2 separate regions of the Arachis hypogaea genome follow, and region 1 is linked to region 2. The links are chromatin contacts, called in public Hi-C maps. All regions are on one chromosome and are shown on one strand. The core of a region is the stretch at or near the end of the contact, and the rest is flanking DNA. Distances in the headings are between cores, read along the strand shown. Region 1 overlaps LOC112722436 (zinc finger protein BRUTUS-like At1g18910). Region 2 holds the start of LOC112722435 (protein EARLY FLOWERING 5).

The links. A called contact is a pair of places that touch in the nucleus more often than the background predicts.
Region 1: a Hi-C map of leaf shows a contact between it and region 2, with 5 times the contacts expected there. The contact joins the enhancer-like site here to the promoter of LOC112722435 in region 2. A contact is called at or near these places in 5 of 8 Hi-C or Micro-C datasets (leaf and an unstated tissue).

Annotation. Positions count from the first base shown.
Region 1 is chr11:118,560,180-118,566,280 of arahy.Tifrunner.gnm2.J5K5, reverse strand. LOC112722436 (zinc finger protein BRUTUS-like At1g18910) reads right to left here. Exons shown (of 12, transcript XM_025773449.3): 3 at 2,765-2,959; 4 at 2,341-2,687; 5 at 1,958-2,180; 6 at 1-1,566. Among protein-coding and RNA genes, the nearest start is that of LOC112724023, 10 kb to the left of the region's middle. Within about 2 kb of position 3,325, at least 1 of the 3 cell types and tissues checked has open chromatin away from gene starts, as enhancers often do.
Region 2 is chr11:118,367,734-118,373,348 of arahy.Tifrunner.gnm2.J5K5, reverse strand. LOC112722435 (protein EARLY FLOWERING 5) reads left to right here and starts at 1,954. Exons shown (of 10, transcript XM_025773448.3): 1 at 1,954-2,194; 2 at 2,287-2,479; 3 at 2,740-2,833; 4 at 3,865-3,950; 5 at 4,553-4,602; 6 at 4,691-4,760; 7 at 4,898-4,979; 8 at 5,066-5,481. The coding sequence starts at 2,399.

The DNA of each region.
Region 1 (6,101 bases), core at 2,076-4,575, 190 kb before region 2:
ATCTTGACTCAGTTTCAGAAGTCGGTCATGATGCCTGGAATTGTGACGAAATTGAAATGATTGATCTTCAATTTTGATTGGATTTGTGATTCCTTCCTTTTCTTGATTCCAACCATGTTTGTTGTTATCATGAAAACGATTTGTGGATTTTGAAATTTCATTTTTATTCTGTGCTGCAGCTTGAACCTTAACGGTGCCATCAAATTTGTTGTTAGACAGCTGGACATTATCACCAATATGATCCTTCTGATGAAAATCAGTATTTGTGTTGGATGAGGGTTCTTCTTGTAATTCATCAAGAACTTCTTCAGAAAAGTATTTAGATATAATCTCCAGTGGCTCAACAGTCTCTTTAAGTGCATGCTTTGTTCCCTCTTCTGGCTTAGTTATACTGTACCCATCCCACCATTCACTTAACCACTCGTTGAACATTGTATTTTTAGTAGCCATGGACCATAAGAACATTAAAACATGCTGTTCTTTCTGTGTTAACGATGCCATTAGCCAAGGTATCATATCTTGCAATATCTGTGCTCCTATTCTTCCAAGCATACATCCTATGATCTTCCCTTGCTCTTTATTTGAGAAGAATTCTCTACTTAGAGGCCAAATTTCAGCTTCCTCCCGGTCAATATGGCCTGAAAGTGATTTATGCATTGATTTGCAAATTTGTTGCAGCTTCCTACATAAATGCTGATACCTTACCAAGGATGTAGAAACCGAAATATCTAATACAGACATCTTATGAAGGATGTGGGATATTTTATTGAAGTGTTTAACTTCAACATTGTGATCGAAAGCATAGGCATGGCTAATGTTTTTTAGCCTACCACTTGCCTCCAAAGCTGGGAAAACTATTTCATCCTCTGCATCACTATGGATTTGATAAAGAAAATATATGATGTGGAATCGCTTGTGGAAATCCATAAGCAACTCAGCATTGTCTTCTAACTGAGCTGAGCCAAGAACTAGGTAGTCCAAATCTTTCTTGATAGCCTTGTGAAAGAAAAAAATTATGTCAATTGGTTTTGGATCTTCAAGAAAGGAAACAGAAGAACTATTTGCTGCATGGCATCCCAGCTTCTGATGCAACTTAACAACTGTGGCCGGAAAAAGTATATGCAGATTAATTCCTGTGGAGTATGGTGTCTCGTACTTGTTGGATCCCGAAGGTGAGGGATAGGACAGACACATCTTGCTAGAGACCTTATGAGGCAGGCAGTCAGAATTTAAAGAAAACCCAGGCGCTTTCTTGATTTGCTCAGGTAAGAAAGAGTATTTGCTTTTGAACATATGGTGCAAGTCCTGTCGGAATTTTTCAATAGCAGTTTTACCTGAATAACCAATGCGGAACCACTCTTGTAAGAGCGATGCAAAACCTTTACAGGCAACATGATTTCCTTTCTTTTTGAAATAGAGAATGGACCTGGATTCTTTTTCAGGCAGGTGAACTGAAAACCAAGTTATAGCACCCTTTACTAACCCAAGTGGCATCATATACAGGCTCAAGCTCAGAAGTCCCTCTTGCATCCCATTGCTGCAATTCTTTCTAATGATAGGAAATACCTGATCAAAATAAGGGTGTCAAAATTTCAAACATTTTAAGCATCCCTTTATAGAGGGAGTACAATGTTTTCATAAGAAGAAGTAATCAAAACTAGACTTTTCCTAGACACATCACTAGTTGTATTCTGCCTTTCATTTCTTGTTCGTTCTTCTCTCCTAGTAAGAACCATAATTATGAATAACTTAATTAACGAATGTGTATGCATATGCTGGTAGGTCCGTTTAGTAGAAATACAATAGTTTCAAAACCACAATATGCGTATATGTCCCATCATAATATATGTACTAATATGATGTTCTCTTGTTCCCTTCCTAGATTGGTAAAAGAAACTAAGAACCAAGTAATGACTTTAAAAGGTACAGTGCAGTTGTAACCAAGAGAAAGGTATACCTCATTTTCTTGAAAAGCAAATTGCTTTCTGAGCCTTGATACGAATGAGTCAAGTTTTTGACAAAGGTTCCCTACGAATTCGCACAAAGGCATTCCACTTTCCGATCTATAGAATAACAACTGCTGTAAATCTTCAATGTGACTTACGTCACAAAAGTGTTCCGTAGACTTTGACAACCAGTCACCAGCAAGTTTCTTCAATACTAATCTTTTCTGAGCATTGCTGTGATTGGAAATTCATATTCAACGATCAGACAACTGAACAAGCATTCTAGAAAGAAGCGAAGGATAGTTGTTCATGAACTTTAGCAAGAAAAACTTGGCTAAAACGAATTAGTTAGATAAAATTTGACGAGCACAGAAAAAAATGTCAGAGGCATTACCTGTAGAAGGTGAGGACATCAGCAAAGAATTTCAGTTGGATAAGCAGTGATTCTAAATTCTGAAAGCAGCTGCAGTTTTTTATTAAACAAAGTTCTTTCAGAATTTCTTCCAAATCCTTTATGATGGCATCATGCCAAAGATGAAGAACATTAACCTGGGTGATCCCATCTTTGTCTTTTGAGCCATTCACTTCCATCTGACTTGAAAGTTCTTTGAAGTTCCTATTGCAAGAACCCAACGGAAATGATCTTGCAATATCTAAGGATTGAGCACCACCTTGAACTTCATCCTTAAAAGAGACTTCAGTGAAGCTTTGTTTGTTGCTTCCAATCCAAGAAACCAAAACCTTCGATATGTTATCTGAATTAGAAAAATACACAAAGTTCATAGAAAGAGATAATCAAGAAGTGAACTGGGGCCTACCTCTTGGAGTGTTTTTTCCATTGGTGCAATTTCATTTATACACTGAGTGACTTCTGCTTGTTTCTCTTCGGAAAGGAAGGATACCATCCATGGTAAAAGTTCCTCCAGCAATATTATAGGAACACTACATATGAATTGCCACACAAGCGAAGCCTGTTCTTCGGTAGGTAATTTTTGTATCACCAGTGGAAAAACCTGCATCAATATACAATTTTTTTATAACAAAAATGTCACTATTGAAATTCAATTCCACATTGTACGAAAAATACTCGAACCAGGATACATCTTTTTATTTGAATTAAGTAGGTTTAATTCAACTTCAAAGACTAACATATGAGAGTGAGGGTTGTCTAAGCGCTTATAAAGCCTAAGTTCCATTTAGAGGTGATGTGATACTCTCAACAATATTAAAGAATATGATACCAAAATTATAGATGCTATGTAGCCCATATAGGTCAAGAAAGATGATCAGTTCGTACGATTTGTTGTCTTGTTTTACCCATCATGTGGTTCAGACACTGCTTTGACAGATAATAACTGTATGTACCAACAAACTTAAAAGTAAAGCAATTAATAGTGCTGGCCAAACAACCAATCGTAACTGCTACCCAATTATCATTTTTCTTTGGTCAGATCAATGTCTGCTGAATGCTAGCACACTATAATATTTTCCTTGGATAGATTAATAATATTAATATTTCCTTTTTTTTATGTTTTTGTTTTGAGAGTATTTCCCTGTGATCTGATCCGCTATACGCTTATAGTAGTTATTTGCATGGTAAATGCTATGGTGCCTAAAAAGTGGTGCTTATTTACTCAAAAAGGTTAAAAGTTATTATTTAATTTAAAAAATATAAAAATAAATAATTTTAAAAAAATCAAAACTTACTACAAAAGTAAGTTAGATAAAAACTCATAAGCACCATAGAATTGGCCTATTTTCATATAGTAGGTTGTCAAGCAAATTCAGTACGAAGGACAATAAAAATAATTTTTTGTTGAATTTAAATTTTGAATTTTTTTTAATTAAATTTTGAATATTCTTATTTTTAAGAAATTTTTAAATGTTTTTGTTACGGCTTGGCCCAGATTGAATGTGGGCCGGCCCGACTTGGGCATCACCCGACCAGGATGGTTAGGAATAAGGCGCCCGATCGCCGACTCGGACACGCGTCCCTGACAGCTTCGCTACAGCAGTTAACAAGATGTAAGACTTGGAATGCCGGCTAGCAGACCGGAAACACGACCAGCACACCCCAGAGCAAAGCCACTCTCGTTCTCATTCAAGGAGCCATTCCAGACGCACAGCCAGCCCTCAGGCTGAATCCGAGAGCGCTGGGGAAAGAGGGCGCGCGAGAAGACGCCACGACCCCCTCATCTACGCCAGGCACGAGAGGCGGCGTACGACAGATCGCAACCACGAGGACACTCGTCAGGAGGACGACGAAGGGAGAACAACGAGAATGCGGGGACCCGTGATAATGGGAGCGACCCCATTTCATCGTTCCATCCTCGAAGTCCGGTTGCCAAAACACTTTGACAAGCCAACGGACATGAGGTATGACGGAATGCAAGACCCGCTGGAACACCTCACGGCCTTTGAGGCCAGGATGAACCTGGAGGGAGTGGGAGACGAGGTAAGGTGCCGCGCTTTCCCGGTCACCCTGGTGGGACCTGCAATATGGTGGTTCAATAACCTCCCGCAGGGCTCAGTGACCAGTTTTGCGGACATCAGCCATACCTTCCTAGCCCAATTCACGACAAAAATTGCAAAAGCAAAGCACCCAATCAACCTGCTTGGAGTGACCCAACGGCCCGGAGAGCCGACCAGAAAATACCTAGACCGATTCAACGATGAGTGCCTGGAAATAGACGGGCTGACGAACTCAGTTGCGAGCTTGTGCCTGATAAACGGACTCCTGAACGAGGACTTCAGAAAGCACCTCACCACGAAGCCGGTGTGGACCATATAGGAGATTCAATGTGTAGCCAAGGAGTACATCAACGACGAAGAAGTTAGCCAAGTCGTGGCCGCCAACAAACGGCAGCCCTCTTACAACCAAGACCGGCACCGCGGGAGTAGAGAAGGACAAAAGGAACACGCTAGGGACGGCGGCCCGAGCAAGGCACCCAGACCGTTTCCTTATGTCGGGAAGTTCACCAATTACACTCCCCTCACCGCACCAATCATGGAATTTTATCAACAAATCGCCGAAAAGGGGATCTTGTCGAAGCCCCAACCACTAAAGGAACGAACAGGGGAAAACCGAAGCCTCTACTGTGACTATCACAAGGGCTATGGACACAAGACACAGGATTGTTTCGACCTGAAGGACGCATTAGAACAAGCGATCAGGGATGGAAAGCTAGCTGAATTCTCCCACCTCATTAGAGAACCGAGACGACGGAATCGCGACCACGACAGCGAAGACAGGACACGGGCAGCAAAGCGACGCCAAGAACCGGAGGACGACGACCGAGGCCTCACGATAGTGAACGTGGTAACAGCTAGGAATGCGGCGCCTAGGTCAAGGTCGGCACACAGGAAAGACGCCGAAGTTCTGGCGGTCTCCTCGTCCTCAGCACGAAGCACGAGGAAGCACCCATCCATTTCATTCGGCCCGGAGGATCAATGGTTCGACGAAGTCGGAGAAAGCCCTCCCATGGTCATAACGGCCAGAGTAGGAACCGGTCTCGTCAAGCGAATCCTTGTAGATACGGGGACCGACTTGAACATCATGTTCCGCAATGTGTTCGACGCTTTAGGCCTAAGGGACGCCGACCTACAGACTCACTAGCACGGCGTCGTAGGGCTCGGCGACCATTTCATCAAGTCGGATGGCATAATCACCCTGCCGACCTCATTGGGACAAGGCCAGGGGAGAAGAACAATAATGGCGGAGTTCGTGATCCTACGAGACTCCACCGCCTACAACATCATCCTGAGGAGAAAGACCATCAACGACCTATGAGGAGTCATCAGCACAAGGATGTTGGTAATGAAGTTCATAACTGAAGAGGGGTCAGTAGGATCTATGAGGGGAGACCTGGAAATGGCAGTCGCTTGCGACAACGCCAGTCTCTCGTTAAGAAAGAAATCTAGGGAAGCATCGGGGGTATTTCTCGCCGACTTGGATGCCAGAATTGACGACAAGCCCAGGCTCGAACCAGAATGGGACCTGGAAAAGTTTAGGGTCGGGAACACGGAGGACAAGATGACGTTCGTGAATAGGAATCTCCCCCATGAATTAAAAGAGCCCCTGATGGAAATGATCAGAGCTAATGGCGATTTGTTTGCCTGGACACCCGCTGATATACCGGGGATAGACTCTGGACT
Region 2 (5,615 bases), core at 705-3,204:
CGATGACGTGATTTGGCGCGGCACAATGGGTGCCATCTGGAGATCTCTTCATAGCGTTATGGACATCGTCTTAGCGGCTTTTTGCTGAGGCGGACGAATTATGACATCGGTTTGATGGCGGCGTTGGGCGACGCGATGACGTGAAGGGGGATCAATTGGTTTCCTTCGTTGGCGTCGTGGTAGTTGCGGCGATGAGCGGATGATTGACACTGATTGTGGGGTTGCGCGACAACGTGATTGGAGCGGAAGAGGAAGACGGCAGGGTGAACGACGTGAGTGGGAATGCGAGAAAAACGGAAGAGTGGGATGTGCAGTTGGTTTTTTATTTTTACAGTGAGCAATAGGAAAAAATTAAAGCAGGATTAGATTCATATAATATTGTGGAATGCTTTTTTTTTTGTGTTATTGGATCTTTTGTAATTGGCAGATACTATAGTTGACCTGACAAAATTATTTATGAAAATGTACCTCTATCTTCGTCTGCGCACTCAATTTATGAGCAGAACTGAAAGTGAAATGAACCTAAATCATACCAAGATAATGAAACTTTACTAAAATTTATAGTTACTAATATATAAATTGCATTGATAACAAAAAAATCTCTCAATTTATTCTTAAATTTTAGTGTCGAAGGTAGATTTACGTGTTTTAAAATACTTACTCTTGATGAAATTTACATTCATTATTTTTGTTAAAACAAACTTGAATCGCATTAAATGATTGGATTCACCTTTTCTTTCTAAATAATAGTAACTTGTGATTTACTTGTAGTTTGTTAAATGGTAAAGTCTACGGTATAAATGAAAGTTAATTTTTACACCTATAAATTTGAGTTGGTTGACGAAGAGTTAGACAAGTATCTTAAAAAAGGATAAATTTTGCTCTTATTGTAGAGCTCGTGCACATGATGAAGGAAATGTTCGAATGAATAATAATTTATGTTATTATTAATTAAACTGAGATAATTAAAGACTTCCGTATAAGTTGATTTTTTTTTTTGGATATTATTATATAAAAAATGACCTATTTTTAGTTCTGTACTTCAGTTTAAGCAGGTGTATTTTTAATTTTTTATATTCATTCTAACTAAAAAAATAACTATTAGCCAAACAGAAAATCAAAACACATATATAATGATTAATCATATCAACTAAAAAGTAAACAAAAATAAATTAATATAAAATAATTAATTATCCTTATAGATTATAATTCACTCACAAGGCGAAGGAATAACGAGGTTCATATCATTATATTTTTATTTGAAAAATATTAAAAATAATATGGTACAATAATTAATTCTAACAAACTGCATATTTTAACTGAATGCCTGAATATATTAATGATAGTTTGTTACAGTATGTATTTAAAATATATTATCATATATATATATATATGAGAGAATAAGTAAAAACGTTGCAAAAAAATTAGTTAAGGGGCAGTAAAATACACTCTGAAAATGAAAAATGAAAGAAACACCTAATATGAGTAATGTTATGGTGAGAATTCAAGATTTATTGAAGAGTAAATGTTATTTCTTTTTAAAACTTTTGTCAAACTTCAGGGACAAAAAGTATACTTTACCCTAAAATTTTATCATGTGTAGTATACAGTTTTTTATAATAATCACCAAAATAAAATATATTCAACAGGAAAGATCTCTAGTCACCAAAAAAAAAAAAAACAGGAAAGATCTCTGAACCAGTTTTGTAATGAGAGCAGAAATTGTCCTTTTTAAAACACTTGTCCAATTCTCTATCAACCAACTCAAATCTATAGAGGTAGAAATCAACCTCAATCCCACTTCACCTTGTTAAAAATGTAAAAAAGCCTCAATTCGTTCCATTGTTATTAAATTTGGCTCGATCCCATGGATCGGACTGAAAGCCTGTTACCCTACCGGGTTAGGTTACCAATCAGGGCCCTAGTTGAGCTACGAAGCTCTAGATGATCTGCGTATACAGCATCCTAAATGGAGCCCCATATAAAAGCCCAAGAAGAGGTGGAAAAAGGTGCAATGGGCCGTTCATCAAGAAATATTGCAAAACTTATTTCATTTATTTTTATTTATTTATATTTCTTTTGAAAAAAGGCTGTAATCGAAATCGGTGCATCGGAAACAAACGGAGAGGAACGCAAAGCAGTGTTAGAGAATAGAAAAAAAGAATCCGGAAGAGTGCGAATGCGTGAATGGATCGTAAGCCATAACCTCATATGAACTCGCCGTTTTACTCCCCGTTTGTCGTTTATCGGTTCTCCTCCTCCTCACTAGTTTGATTGAAATTGCAGTAGGAACGAAACGACGAGGTTAATTAACGATAATCAAGGAGCTTATTCTTGAGAGAGGTAGAAAAGAAGGGGGAAAGAGGTTTTGAGCTTTAGAATTGAAAAATAAGAAAAAATGAAGACCACGAAGGGTGGCAAGGTCATGAATCCCACCGATGCTTATCGAAAGGAGCTTCGCAAGAAGGAATTGAAAAGGGTAATTCTTCACTCTTTTCTCATAATTTTCTTTTTCAATATGTACCCTAATTAATTGAAAAACTATAATGCAAGTAGCCGCTGTACAAATTGAAAGGGAAATTATGATGATAGACATAGGGGTTTTTCTTTTTAACCCTAGTAGCTGCTTCAATGAAACCCAGCTTTATCTACTGAGATTTTTGTTATTACGAAGTTCTTGCTTAATTATTTATTTTAATTTAGTTTATAGTTATTTGTTCTTTTGTTTTTTCTTTACAGAATAAGAAGGAAAGGAAGAAGGTGAGGGAAGTGGGAATTCTTAAGAAAGATCCTGAACAGCTGAAGAAACAGATTGAGAACTTGGAAATGATGAGTATGTCAAGTCTTGAGCTTTCCCACACCACTTTCTTTTATTTATTTGTTGTTGTTGTTATTGTTTTATTATTATTGTTATTGTCGTCATCATGAAAGTATTAATTGATCATATGTTTTGCTATAGAATGCATGAATCTCTTATCATGTCCAATAGTGAAAACCAATTTGTAGTGACTTGTAATATCTGCCGAGAATTGAGATTTCTTCAAGAATCATGATCATCTTCTGATAATTAGAACTAGTTAACAGGACAAGATTTACATGAAGTTAAAGAAAATAGAGTTCAGTAAGTTTGTGAGCATAAATTCTTTCAAATTGCCGCCAAATTAGTGGTTATCTTGGGAAGCTTGTTTGATTCTCAATGGAGGAATTATGTTATCTGTCTCAGTGAAGGGCGGGCAAAGAACTATGGATGTTCACTTGTATATAGAGATTTCAATTGCAATATGAAACTTTGACAGTTGTATAGCAGTTTATGCAGGGAATGGATCCTTTCAATTTTTTTTTTTCACTTGAGGGGATATAGTGTGATCTCTCACCATACATTTTATTGGTGGAACCAAGAGAAAACAGGAAGGAGAAAATATTGAAGGATTAGAGATCACATTTTACTCTTTCAATTGGAAAAAAATTTGAGAGGATCCATTCCCGATTATGCATACAATTATGTAAATCAAGTGTGAAACTTTACGTGTCTGAAAACATAAGTACCTCAAAGTCAGTGCATTTGTTTAGGCCTGTGGTGTGCAGTGTGATAATGCTTTGTATGGTTTCGTGAGTTATGCTCAGAAAACTGTGGATCATTTGCATGTACCTCTTCTTTTTGCTTTATCTTTTGACATTTTTATTGTTTGGGGGGGGGGGGGGGGATGTTGGCGTATTAATTCTTTATTGCTCTCGTTTCCTACTCAATTTGACAGCTTCTGCTTTTATTCACTAGATTAATTTCTTGGCATATACTGCTTTAACAAAGTTAGGTGTCGTCTAGAACTTTGACCTATTCAAATTTATTGTATATTGTTGGTGCAGAGGCTGATGGTGCTTTGGATAAGGCAAGAAAGCACAAGAAGAGACAACTACAAGATACACTTAACCTTGTCCTAAAGAAGAGGAGGGTAATAATATACCGTGCTTTTCTTTTTCTTGGACCATTTCACTTTATTGTTAAATATTTCTTTCCTTATTGAAATTCAGTTGTATGCTGCACACAATTATTTCCTTTTTACGAAAAACAAAAATGGAGAACATATAACTGTGATAGTTGATCTCTGGCACTCTGAGGCCAATTTCCAAGTTGATTTTATCTGTTTCTTCATCATGGTTAAAAACACATCTTTACTTTCATGCCCCTCTATGTGAGTTTTAATTGATATTTTCTAGGTCCAAAATAAAAGCTTGTATGTTCAACTATGTTGGTAGTTAAAATCTGTCTTTTTGTTTCTACTAAATCAAAGACTGTAGGGAGTCATTGTTAAATTTAAACATCAGATTGACTTAGTACATTGACCGCACTGTGTTGTGAAAGGCAGAAGTAAAGCTTTATGGAATATTCGTTACCTGAGTATGATGTTGCACCATTAGCAGAAACTGACCTTAGTTAAATTTACACTCAGAAGTCACTCCACACAGTTGTATGCTAATCTTTTCTATAAATAGTTTCTGTAAATTATTACTTTTTATGATGTATTGATCTAAAACCGATTTCTTTCTTAACTAGGAATATGAAGATAAAATGAAGGAGAAGGGTGAGACTCCTGTTATGTTCAGGTGAGGGATTTCTCCATTGCTTAAAAGCAACCTTTTGACCCACTTTTTTCTTTGTTAGTTTATACATTCTAGAATGCCTTTTTGGCAGTCATTTAGGGCCTCCCCGAAGAAGAACAACTGCAGAAGAAGAAGAGAGAGTTAAACACCCAAAGCCTGAGGTAGGATTTAGAGTTGTTTCTGGGTTGCATGTCTTGTTTTGTTTCGCTTATTTATTTATTTTTCTCACCATACAGAACTAAACTAGCATATAGTTAAGAGTTTTGAGTTATTAAGTAATTAATTATTTTTTTTACAGGATTCCGTTTATTACCATCCAACATTAAACCCTACAGGGGCTCCCCCACCTGGGAAACCTCCCATGTTTAAATCGTCTATAGGTATGTTGAGCTTCCTTTCATTTTTGTTAAAATCATGAATATGTGCTGTTAGTTGCCTGATCCGGCTCTTTGTGCTGAGCTCTCAGGTCCCAGAATTCCCTTATCTGGTGCTTCATCGAGTACTGCTGCATCATCATCAGCAGCAGAGTCAGGGGATGATATGTTAACTGTACCTCCACCTCCGCCGCCACCCCCACTGCCTGAAGCTGGCAGTTCAAGTTTGGCCGAGGGCACTGCTTTACCTGCGGCATCTTTGCCTTTGCCTCCACCACCACCCATGCCTCCGAAGCCTGCTACTGCTGGACCTACATCATTACCACCACCTCCTTTGCCACCTCCACCTCCTGGTCCTCCACCTAAAGACCAAGTTGCAAATCACCCGATACCCCCTCCACCTCCACCCCTACCACAGTCTCAGCCACCGCCACCTGGCACTAGTGGAGGTGAAGAGCGAAACCAATCTTCATCTGCAGATGATTTGCCTTCTAAGGAGACTGGTCAGGTAGGCTTATGTTTTTATCTATAATGGCATGAAACTATAATCTAAAACAATATTATAGAAAAGGAACTATAGATTAATGGAAAGCTAAGAAGCATTTATCTGAAATGATTTGGCAGATACAGGGCCTCCTGTAT